3 separate regions of the Sus scrofa genome follow, and regions 1 and 2 are each linked to region 3. A link is a contact called in public HiChIP or PLAC-seq data. All regions are on one chromosome and are shown on one strand. The core of a region is the stretch at or near the end of the contact, and the rest is flanking DNA. Distances in the headings are between cores, read along the strand shown.

The links. HiChIP or PLAC-seq counts read pairs in DNA pulled down with a chosen protein or histone mark.
Region 1: a contact with region 3 is called in an H3K27ac HiChIP or PLAC-seq map of alveolar macrophages. The contact joins two enhancer-like sites. A contact is called at or near these places in 3 of 47 Hi-C or Micro-C datasets (embryonic fibroblasts, omental adipose tissue and retroperitoneal adipose tissue) and 2 of 2 datasets of contacts at active chromatin or transcription factors (alveolar macrophages and skeletal muscle).
Region 2: a contact with region 3 is called in an H3K27ac HiChIP or PLAC-seq map of alveolar macrophages. The contact joins two enhancer-like sites. A contact is called at or near these places in 2 of 2 datasets of contacts at active chromatin or transcription factors (alveolar macrophages and skeletal muscle).

Annotation. Positions count from the first base shown.
Region 1 is chr13:69,031,932-69,035,319 of Sscrofa11.1, reverse strand. No RefSeq gene overlaps it. Among named protein-coding and RNA genes, the nearest start is that of PLXND1, 37 kb to the right of the region's middle. Within about 2 kb of position 1,644, at least 1 of the 83 cell types and tissues checked has an H3K27ac peak or open chromatin away from gene starts, as enhancers often do. A contact at or near this core is called in alveolar macrophages, where this site is marked.
Region 2 is chr13:69,050,836-69,053,944 of Sscrofa11.1, reverse strand. All of the region lies in intron 2 of TMCC1 (transmembrane and coiled-coil domain family 1), which reads left to right. Among named protein-coding and RNA genes, the nearest start is that of PLXND1, 56 kb to the right of the region's middle. Within about 2 kb of position 1,279, at least 5 of the 83 cell types and tissues checked have an H3K27ac peak or open chromatin away from gene starts, as enhancers often do. A contact at or near this core is called in alveolar macrophages, where this site is marked.
Region 3 is chr13:69,204,256-69,207,450 of Sscrofa11.1, reverse strand. All of the region lies in intron 1 of TMCC1 (transmembrane and coiled-coil domain family 1), which reads left to right. Among named protein-coding and RNA genes, the nearest start is that of TMCC1, 18 kb to the left of the region's middle. Within about 2 kb of position 1,815, at least 8 of the 83 cell types and tissues checked have an H3K27ac peak or open chromatin away from gene starts, as enhancers often do. A contact at or near this core is called in alveolar macrophages, where this site is marked.

The sequences.
Region 1 (3,388 bases), core at 395-2,894, 170 kb after region 3:
GCCCCAGTCTGAATGTCGAAGATGTTTGGGCCAGTCTTCTGGCCTTCTAGCTCAGTGCCTTCCACCCCACCTATCTAGAGATATCACACCCATCCTGATCCTGCCTGATGTTGTGAAATAAGCGATGCCGCTTACTAAGTTGTGAAAACTTAAAATCACTGTGAGAGTGCCCTTAAGCTTCTTAAATATGGACCAGGCTGCCACGTACAGATGTGTAGATTGTACGCTGGCCATTCCCACAGGGCCATAGTAAGCTACACTGTGAGCGGCGCATCGTAGAGTTTCACAGTACACAGTGGGCACACAAAGCAGCCTTGATTGCTGGTGACAGGTAATTTCGAAGCTGCTTCATTGTCATCCACTAAAAACCAGAGAAAAGAAGGCTGGTAACACAAATCTGAGATGCTGTGGTGTAGAAAACAGACTAGGGAGGCAGGAGGGTGGTTGTGTGGCCAACTGGAAAATGTCTACCTCACCTAAAGGATTCACTTTTGTTATATTTTTTATGGTTGCACCTGCAGCCTATGGAAGCTCCTGGGGCCAGGGATAGAATCCAAGCCACAGCCGTGGCAATGCTGGGTCCTTAACCCACGGTGCTATAGCGGAAACTCCTCACTTGTATTATTTTTAAACTCTGTAGGCCAAACTAAACTCCTAACCAACTCTCCCCAAGTCTAGGTAATGAAGAGTAGCTCACATTTATTGAGTACTTACTGAATACTGGGTTTAATGTTTGGTAGGTGACATGCAGTTCTCCCCACAGTCTGGGCCATGTCATCCTCATTGTCTAGATAAGGAAACAAAGCTTGAGTGACATGGCTTGCCCAAAGCTATACTGTTGGGAAATGGCAAATGAATAAGAAGGAAGATAGGTCTGGGCAACATCTGTAACCAAAGATGGGTGTCGCCAGTGTGTCAGTCTAAGAGTTAATACAAACTGAAACAACCAGTCAACTAAGTAGAAAATCGGCAAGAGTTCACAGAATAAGAAATAGATCACCAATAAGCATTCAAAAGAAAATGTTCAGCCTCATGTGTAAATCAGTACATTAAATTGGTGGGAAAGTAGTGAAAAGGTAGTGAAGTATTGTCTATTTGTGTTCAAAATATTTTTGTTTGTGTACATACATGTTTGTAAGTATATAGAAATGAAACCACTTTAAACTGTCCCCAGGAGTTTCTTCTGGGAAAGGGAGTGGAAGGAATGTTGTTGAAATAAGACTTTCATGCTTGACTCCTGTAAAATATGAAATCTCTTAATATGAATGTACTTGTGTGCTTTTAAATTTAAAAATCAAAGCTTTTTGAAAAGCAAATAACAGGTCCATTGGGAAAGGGTTGACAATGTTTCTAATTGTAATAGCCCATCTTTCGCTTTAGGATTGCCTTAAAGGAACTTTGGACCAAGTCTGGGCCACCCGTTGGGCTTTCTTCCAGCCCTAGATTTCTAGGCGTGGTGGTCAGATGGCCATCCTATTGCCAGAGGGGACATGTGGAGTGGGGGGCTTGTTTCTGGTCCCACCTGTTCAGTCCAGCCCTTCATTCATCGTGTAGCACTGAGAGCCACTCTGTGTACCAGACTCTGCCATGGAGATGTGCTAAATCCAGGGGAAAGGAGCCTATGTTGTAATAGCGTCAGAAGCCATGTGTGGGAGCAAAGAGGAAGAAACAGTTCCGACCTGGTGATTGGGGAAGTCTGGAAGGAGGAGGCAGTGGGGTCTGGACTGAGATGAGATTTTGGTGAGTGGAGATGAGTGAGGCGGGTTTTCCAAGTTGAAGAAACAGTATTGACAAAAACCACAGAGATGAGAAAGGCCAAGGTGAGTGGTTTAAGCAATGGATAAGAGTCTCAGCTGGCTTGGAAGTTGCCTGGAAGAATGTGTAAATGAGGGGCAAAGTTTAAAATGGCTGCAAAAAATTCTGAATGCCATGCTAAAGTTCTGAATACCCCAGGACTCCAAGAAGGTGTTGAGAGGTGTAGTGACCCATCCTGTGTCTGAAGACAATTAAGAGTCCTCTCAGAAGGACCCAGTAGCTGAGTTTTCATGTCAGCTGAGGAAATACTGTCCAAGGTATTTGGTCTTTTGCCTTTTGATCCTACAATGGAAGGCGCTTAAATTTTTAATTTTTTATTTTGTTTTGTTTATTTATTTATTAATTAGGGCTGCACCTGTGGCATATGGAAGTTCCCAGGCTGGTGATCAAATTGGAGCCTCAGCTGCTGACCTACACCGCAGCTCATGGCTGGATCCTAAACCTGTTATAGGCTTTAAGTGCCCTTCAAGGAGATTAGGCCCAAAAGCCTCTGACCATGTCTCATTGTAATGCCCCTTCCCCCTTGACCAGCCTGGGTTGCTCACTCGCTGCTACAGAAGGAATGTCACCCATTCCTCACTCCACTACCATATAATCTGAAGAGATCCAGATGAGTCAGAAAGGTCTCCCAGGCAAATAAGGTATCCTGCCCAAGACCAATCAGAAGATCAAATTGGGTGTCCACTCAGATCACATTGTAGGGTATAAAGACTGTTGCAAACTGAGTTGGGCCCTCTTTTTAACCTGCGCAGAGTTCTCTCTCTCCCTCTCTGAAAACGTACTTTCACTTTAATAAATTGATAAAACATCTGCTGTTTCAATGCTTTGCTATGGTGAGACAGAGACCAAGGAAGCTGAGGTATCAAACCCAATGAGTGAGGCTAGGGATTGAACATGAATCCTCATGGATCCCAGTCAGGTTCATTATCACAACAGGAACTCCTGCCCTTAAATTTTTTATTTGATATATGGAAAGTGAGGATGTAGGAAGCCCAGAATTTAATTCTTACCAATCTAAATTTTGGGCACTAGAATCCTTAAATTCTACAGAAGTACTCACAAAATTTATTCAGGCTTCTGCTTTAATGAATGCCTAAACTGTCCAATTGAATATTCTTTTAGAAGGCTTAATTTCAATAGTCATTGAGACTCTATTAAAATATAGAGCAAACCATGATGAAAATATAATAAACTCTATACCTTAGAAAAAAGGTTGTGAGGATTAATTGAAGTAATTGTACAAGCCTCACTTAGCTCCACAGATGATCTCAGTTATTAATGTTATTCATAGACTGAGAATTCCTTGAGGACAGGGACCTTTCTGACTCATCTGGATCTCTTCAGATTATATTGTTTCTCCCATTCTTACCTGATAAAGGGCCTAGTAGCTAGAATTGGGGTTCTCTCTAGCCAGCCTTGGCTCTTGGCTCACTTTGGAAAACTAAGCAAAACGGTGTGTCTAGAATGCTCTGACCATAGGAACAGCAAAGGGCAAATCCCAGCCCCAGAGAACAAAAACTGGCAGATGCTGCGTGTGCACCGGGCTGAGGGACCAACAGGAAATTCTGCTGGT
Region 2 (3,109 bases), core at 30-2,529, 150 kb after region 3:
CTGCCCAAATATGATATAACCTACTTTTTTTTGTTGGCCACACCCATGCAGCAGTTCTTGGGTCAGGGACCAAACCCAGGCCACAGCAGTGACCTGAGCCACAACAGTGACAGTGCTGGATCCTTAACCTGCTGAGCCACCAGGGAACTCCCTGACCTACTTTTTTTAAAAAGATCTTATAATGTTCAGGATGTCTGTTTACTGATAGTTAAACTCAAATCATATTAGCTGTCTACATTCCCTTTGAGTTATAATGATTCAGGAAAGATTTTTAAGTAAAAAGTTTCTAAATGAGTTATTAATCTCATGCTTCTTTGTATACTAGATGGAATCACATGAAAAGCATGTGCCAGTCAAAATCATTTACTTATAGGAACAAGAACCACTCCCCACTTCATGTCCAGAGAGTTTTTTATTAGTGTCATAAAAAGGGGTTAAAATCACTTACAAGGAGCTCTTTTTTTTTTTTTTTTTTTTGGGCATATAAAAGTTCCCAGGCTAGGGTAGAATCGGAGCTACAACTGCCAGCCTACACCACAGCCACGGCAGCATAGGATCTGAGCCCCATCTGCAACCTACACAACAGCTCTCGGCAACGCCAGATCCCTGACCTACTGAGCAAGGCTAGGGATCCAACCCACATCCTCCTGGATACAAGTCAGGTTTGTTTCTGCTGCGCCACAAGGGGAACTCCAAGGAGTTCTTAGTTTTAACAAAAGTCACATGTGAAAGGCTGTACACAATTTACTTTACCTTTCTTCCCTCCTAGTTTGGTGTTAATATTTAATGAGAAACTAGAAGTGCTCTTTCTATGAATTCTGGGTGCCTGGCTTCTCCATTTTAGGAGTCAGCTTGGAAGTAAACAGTAGCAAGTAAAGTAAGCACAAGAGTTTATAATGTTAATAACAGAGGTGTGGAAAGTGTTTCTCTTCCTTTCATTGTTCACATTTTGAGTTTGTCTAATAGTATGGGGGGAATGGTTTTATAAAAAGACAATAATAAAACAAATATAAAAATCAAGAAGGCTGAATCAAGCAGTTCAGATCCTCCCTACACCTTACCAGCAGGGGAAAATTACAGCATTTTTCTCAGTTTCCCATTTCTTTTCCCTTTTTCGGGGGGGGCACCCCCGACATAATGGAGTTCCCAGTCAGGGTTCAGATCAAAGCTGTAGCCTCGAACTAAGCTGCTGCAGTGCCGGATCCCTAACCCATTGTGTTGGGCTGGAGATCAAACCCGCGTGGCAAGACACTGCCAACCTGTTGCACCATAGCGAGAACTCCTCCCATTTCTTAGTTATAAATGGAAGTACCTCCCAGGGAGGGAGGAGGTGAGGATTAACGTAGAAATGTCTTCATGAGATTGCTACAGATGCTACCCGTAAAAAGACATAGTGGGCAGGTAGCTATTGTTATTTGTGGTGCTAGTATTCTGATGTTCTGATGATTACAATGACTAAGTAGATTACATCAAACCCTAAATTCCCCACACTTACATTCTTCCACTCAGAGTAACACCATTTCATTTTTACTGGGCTCTTTGCGTTAGCCTGTTGGCATACTATTATTGCACATGTGGATTATGTAAGCTACACAGAGGCTGATGGCACTGATAAAATGTTTGACCAGGTATTCCTAAACACAGTCAGGTTTGTGCTTTCAATTTGCAGGTTGTGAGACTGTGAAAAGAGCTTTCATGACCTAGGTGAACAAATTAGGACAAGTGTTTTAATAATGGTGAGCCAGTACCATTCTTTCAGGGCACTGAGGCAACCCAGAGGACCTCCACTGCAGGACACCAGGGGCGTCTTGCCAACCTCTTTGTTCATCATATTTTGCAAAAGCCTCAAAGTTTATGGCTTTCTCAGTTTCCTCCCTGATGTTTCCTGTAGATTGGAAGTGCTTACTATGGTAACGCAAACACAACTATTAGTGTGAGCGTAATAGAATTTCAACTACAAAATAACAGCTGCAACTTTTCTGTTCTTTCAGAAAGTCATCATTCTCCAGGTAATTCTTCTGACTTGAAGAGGGAAACAAATGCTATTGGTTATTAGTAGATGAATTAATGGGGCTGTTTCAACTGGACCCTTTGTGAGTTTTGCTTCAGCCCTGAGTTCTACAGCTTTGTATCACCTTGGCAAGTCTCCTTACCTGTTTGTGTTTCATCTGTGGGGAAATGCAGCTCATTCTACTTACCCAAAAGCTACTTTGCTGTCTGACTACTTACTAATAAAGTGCTGTCTCTGGGAACAATAGTTGTATTTTCCCATTTAGGAAGACTCAGATCTTGAGATCTTGCTGTTAATTTCCATGTAACTGTGAGTAAATTCTTCAACTTCTAAAAGACTTCATTTTTATGCAAGGGCATGGTAATCCATGGTAAGGATTGCACTTTATACTCAGCACTTTCTGGAAATTTGCAAATATCAGATAAGATTTTCTTAAGAGACTTTCCCTCATACACATACAAAACAAGGAAGGTAGATAGGAGAGTTTTATCAATTTAAAGGACTGCTTGGAACAGTCCAGTGCATGGAAGTCATTGAATTATCTGGCAGACCTGAGCCAGGGAATTGCAGGGGCCCATTTATATGCTTGTGCTGGCCCTCTTGATGAGGAAATAAGAGTTAAGAGGCTCATGCCCAGCTAAGAAGGACAGAATGTATGCCCAGTAAACCCATTTATGCAATGTCATAGGGAAAACAACATGAATATACTGGAAAAAGTGAAAATTCCAGAATATATAAAATTGGGAATGTGGAGATAAGTGAAGAAATGGAGGGTTAGAAAAGAAATCAGAAGTAGGAAGCTGTGGGGAGTTCCTGTTGTGGCTCACTGGATTAAGAACCTGACTAATATTCATGAGGATGCAGGCTCAATCCCTGGCCTTGCTCAGTGGGTTAAAGATTGCTGCTAGCTTCAGCCTAGGTCACAGATGCGGCTGGGATCCCGCATTGCTATGGCTGTGGTGTAGGCTGGCAGCTGTAGCTCTGATTGGACCCCTAGCCTGGGAACTTCCATATGCCACAGGTATGGCCCTAAAAAGAAAAAAAGACAAAAGTAGGAAGCTTTGAACAATGGAGCCACGTACTTGTGATCAATTGGCA
Region 3 (3,195 bases), core at 566-3,065:
AGCTAAGTATAGGGTCAAGTGTTGACAGAAGCTTTACAGAGAATGTTCTCCTTGGAGGATGTTTTAGGGTATAGATCTTCTCTGTTGTAAGACAGCCCAATACATGCAGATTTCAATTTTCAGAATAGCTGAGATGAGCTTTAAAAAGAATAAAGAAAAAAACCCCAATTGTGAACCTTTCAAGTCTAGGACCATGTGTTAGTTACATTTATTTATATCTCACAAGGAACCTTAGGGCCTAACCACTATGAGGACTAGTAAGACATTTAAGGAAGTAATGAGAGATAAGATTGGAAGAGTGCATGATTATATGTAGCTGATTTTAAAGTTTTTAGTTTAGGGTAGAGGTTTTTGATTTATCATTAAGAATATGACACTAGGAGTTCCTGTCATGGCTTATCAGAAACAAATCTGACTAGTATCCATGAGGATGCAGGTTCGATCCCTGCCCGTGCTCAGTGGGTTGAGGATCCAGTGTTGCCGTGAGCTGTGGTGTAGATTGAAAACATGGCTCAGATCTGGCATTGCTGTGGCTATGGTGTAGACCAGTGGCTCTAGCTCTGAATCGACCCCTAGCCTGGGAACCTCCATATGCCTCAGGTATGGCCCTAAAAAGACCCCCCCCAAAAAAAAAGATGACACTAAATTTTGATGATGTGGTTTGATATAGGGACCTCCTATTACAGATTTTAATTTATTTATTTTATTTAATTTTTTTTTCCTTTTTTTGGCTGCCCTCCGCAGCAGTGCCAGATCCTTAACCCTTAACCCACTGTGCCAGGCCAGGGATCAAACCTGCGTCCCAGTGCTCCTAAAATGTCGCCAATCCCATTGCATCACAGCGGGAACTCCTCATTATAGATTTTTAAAACAGGGATTGTGTGTTGAAAATACAGTTGAATTTTTACATAGTTATATTCTTTTTTTTTTTTTTTCTTTTTAGGGCCACAGCTGTGGCATACGGAGGTTCCCAGGCTAGGGGTCAAGTCGGAGCTGTAGGTGTGGGCCTACATCACAGCCATAGCAACGCCAGATCTGAGCCGTGTCTGCGACCTATACCACACCTCATGGCAATAACCCACTGAATGAGGCCAGGAATTGAACCCGTGTCCTCATGGATGGTAGTCAGATTCTTTTCCAACGAGCCATGAACAGGAAGTCCCACATAGTTATATTCAAGGTAGAATAAAATAGGAAAAAAATAGCTGTTGTATCAGGGAGTTCAGCTCAGAAGTTACTGTCATGTAGTGTTAGGACCTGCCAACTTCTAAGACAACATTTAGTTGTGAAGGAATACTTTGAGTTTAATGAACCTGATTCTCTGTTTAAAAGTTAATATCACTTCAGAGCTCACACTATCATTTTCCTCTTATAGATGAATTTAGAAAAAGTAGTATACCTTTACTAGGCTGCAGTTAGGGTAATTTTGTGGGTTGCTCTCTGTTTGGAGAGGGAATTTTTTTTTTTTTTTCTGTAATGCCTAGCTAAATCTGAAAATTAGAGAAGAGGAAAGGGTGGGGTCAGGCAGGTGGAATAGAAGGGGCAGGTGGGATAACTCTTCCTGGGGTAGTTTCCACTTTTTGGTGGCTAAGGGGCCAAAATATTGGGATGTATTCGCACTGAATAGCTGAACTACCCTTGGTACTATGATGGTTTCCAGCTCTGTAAATTCCAGGTAGTGAAACTAGATAGCTGTGGGCATGGCGCAAGGAAAGGCACAACTTGTCTGTCACCTTTCTCCTGTATTGGAGGTCCCATGCAGCCCTGTCCCAGCTGCTTTCTCTGCCTCGAGACTGGCACCTCAGGAGCAGCAGGAGCTTCAGACTTCTGTCCCCATTGGCCCATATCTCCACAGAGTGGAATCAGGGCTGTGCAGGCCCAGAAGGACTTTGTAGCTGAGACCAACACTGGAAAAGGCACATAGAGCTCAGCACTTGCTGATCTCTGGAGTTCATCTTTGAAGTAGCTCTCAAAACCCCATTCTTTCTCTTTCTTAATTCAGTAACACATAATTCTTAAGAGTTTAGATTACCCCAAGTTTATAAATAAGGAACTCTACCCTCTGTAGTAAATTACAGCAGGATAGCATTCTTCTCTGTTCGAATGAGAGAGAGACTTATAAGATTGAATTAATTGGACTTTTAGCAAAACCAGAAAGCCTAGGTGTAGCAGTCTCCCAAGGGGGAAAAAAGTGACTTGAAGGATAATTCTTGTTGCTGACCACAAGATGGTGCCCCAAGGCCAGGCTCAGTAGGTGAAAGTGAGGGGATGACTGCTACTAGACAGGCCCTTAATGATAAGGGGGTTATTACCTGAGAAGTAACTAGTATAGGAACTCATAAGGAGATGGGATGGTTGAGTAGTGACTATCATGTCGTAGTAATAGGTGCTTTTAAAAATACTGAGCTGAATTGATAACTCTGGGAATGGAACAGACAGTGGAAGAGTAGGTAGGATTTAATGACAATGTTAGAATTAAAAATAATTAAAGATAAAATTTAAAACCCAAAGATCTGCTTGGGTGAACTAGTATTGTTTGTTTTCCTAAAAAAGAGTTGAAAATTATATTTTTTAAAATGAAAACCAATCAGGATCTCTCTTATTTGTGTTTTTAGTGTCAGGTAGCTGAAGCTGTCAGGAATATTTTATTCCCTGTCAAGGGCATCATATGAGACTGGAAAAGAAGGAATAAGTGAGAGATGAAGGTGTATTTGGGCTTTTTTAGTTGTTTTGTAGTAAAGGTATTTATAGAGCAAACCATGGTTGCCAAAGCAAGTGATTTTTAGGTTTATTGATCCTAGCTCAAAGGTCCAGAATGTGTATGTTTCCTTTAATACAGTTGAAGGTATAGATGGGGTGTTCTTGACCTTGGTGAGTTTGTTATGCACAGTTACCATCAGAGACTGCCTCTTTAAGTTTTGTTTTGTTTTTTAAATATGACTTGTATTGCCTCTGTTCCAAGCAACAGCTTTTATGATGAGGGCTCTCAGCATAATAGAAAGTCAAGTAAACTCTTTAAGTTAAATTTATCCTCCTTTTCCTTTATATTGCAAAAGGTATATAGACTTTAGAGTAATTGGACCGCTAAAGGAATGTAGTATGTGAATTTACTTCTGCTTTCCCCTTTTTATTCATAAGATATTTAAGTACTTTATCAGGAGCCTTGAATCTTAGGAGAGAGGGAGAATTTTAGCA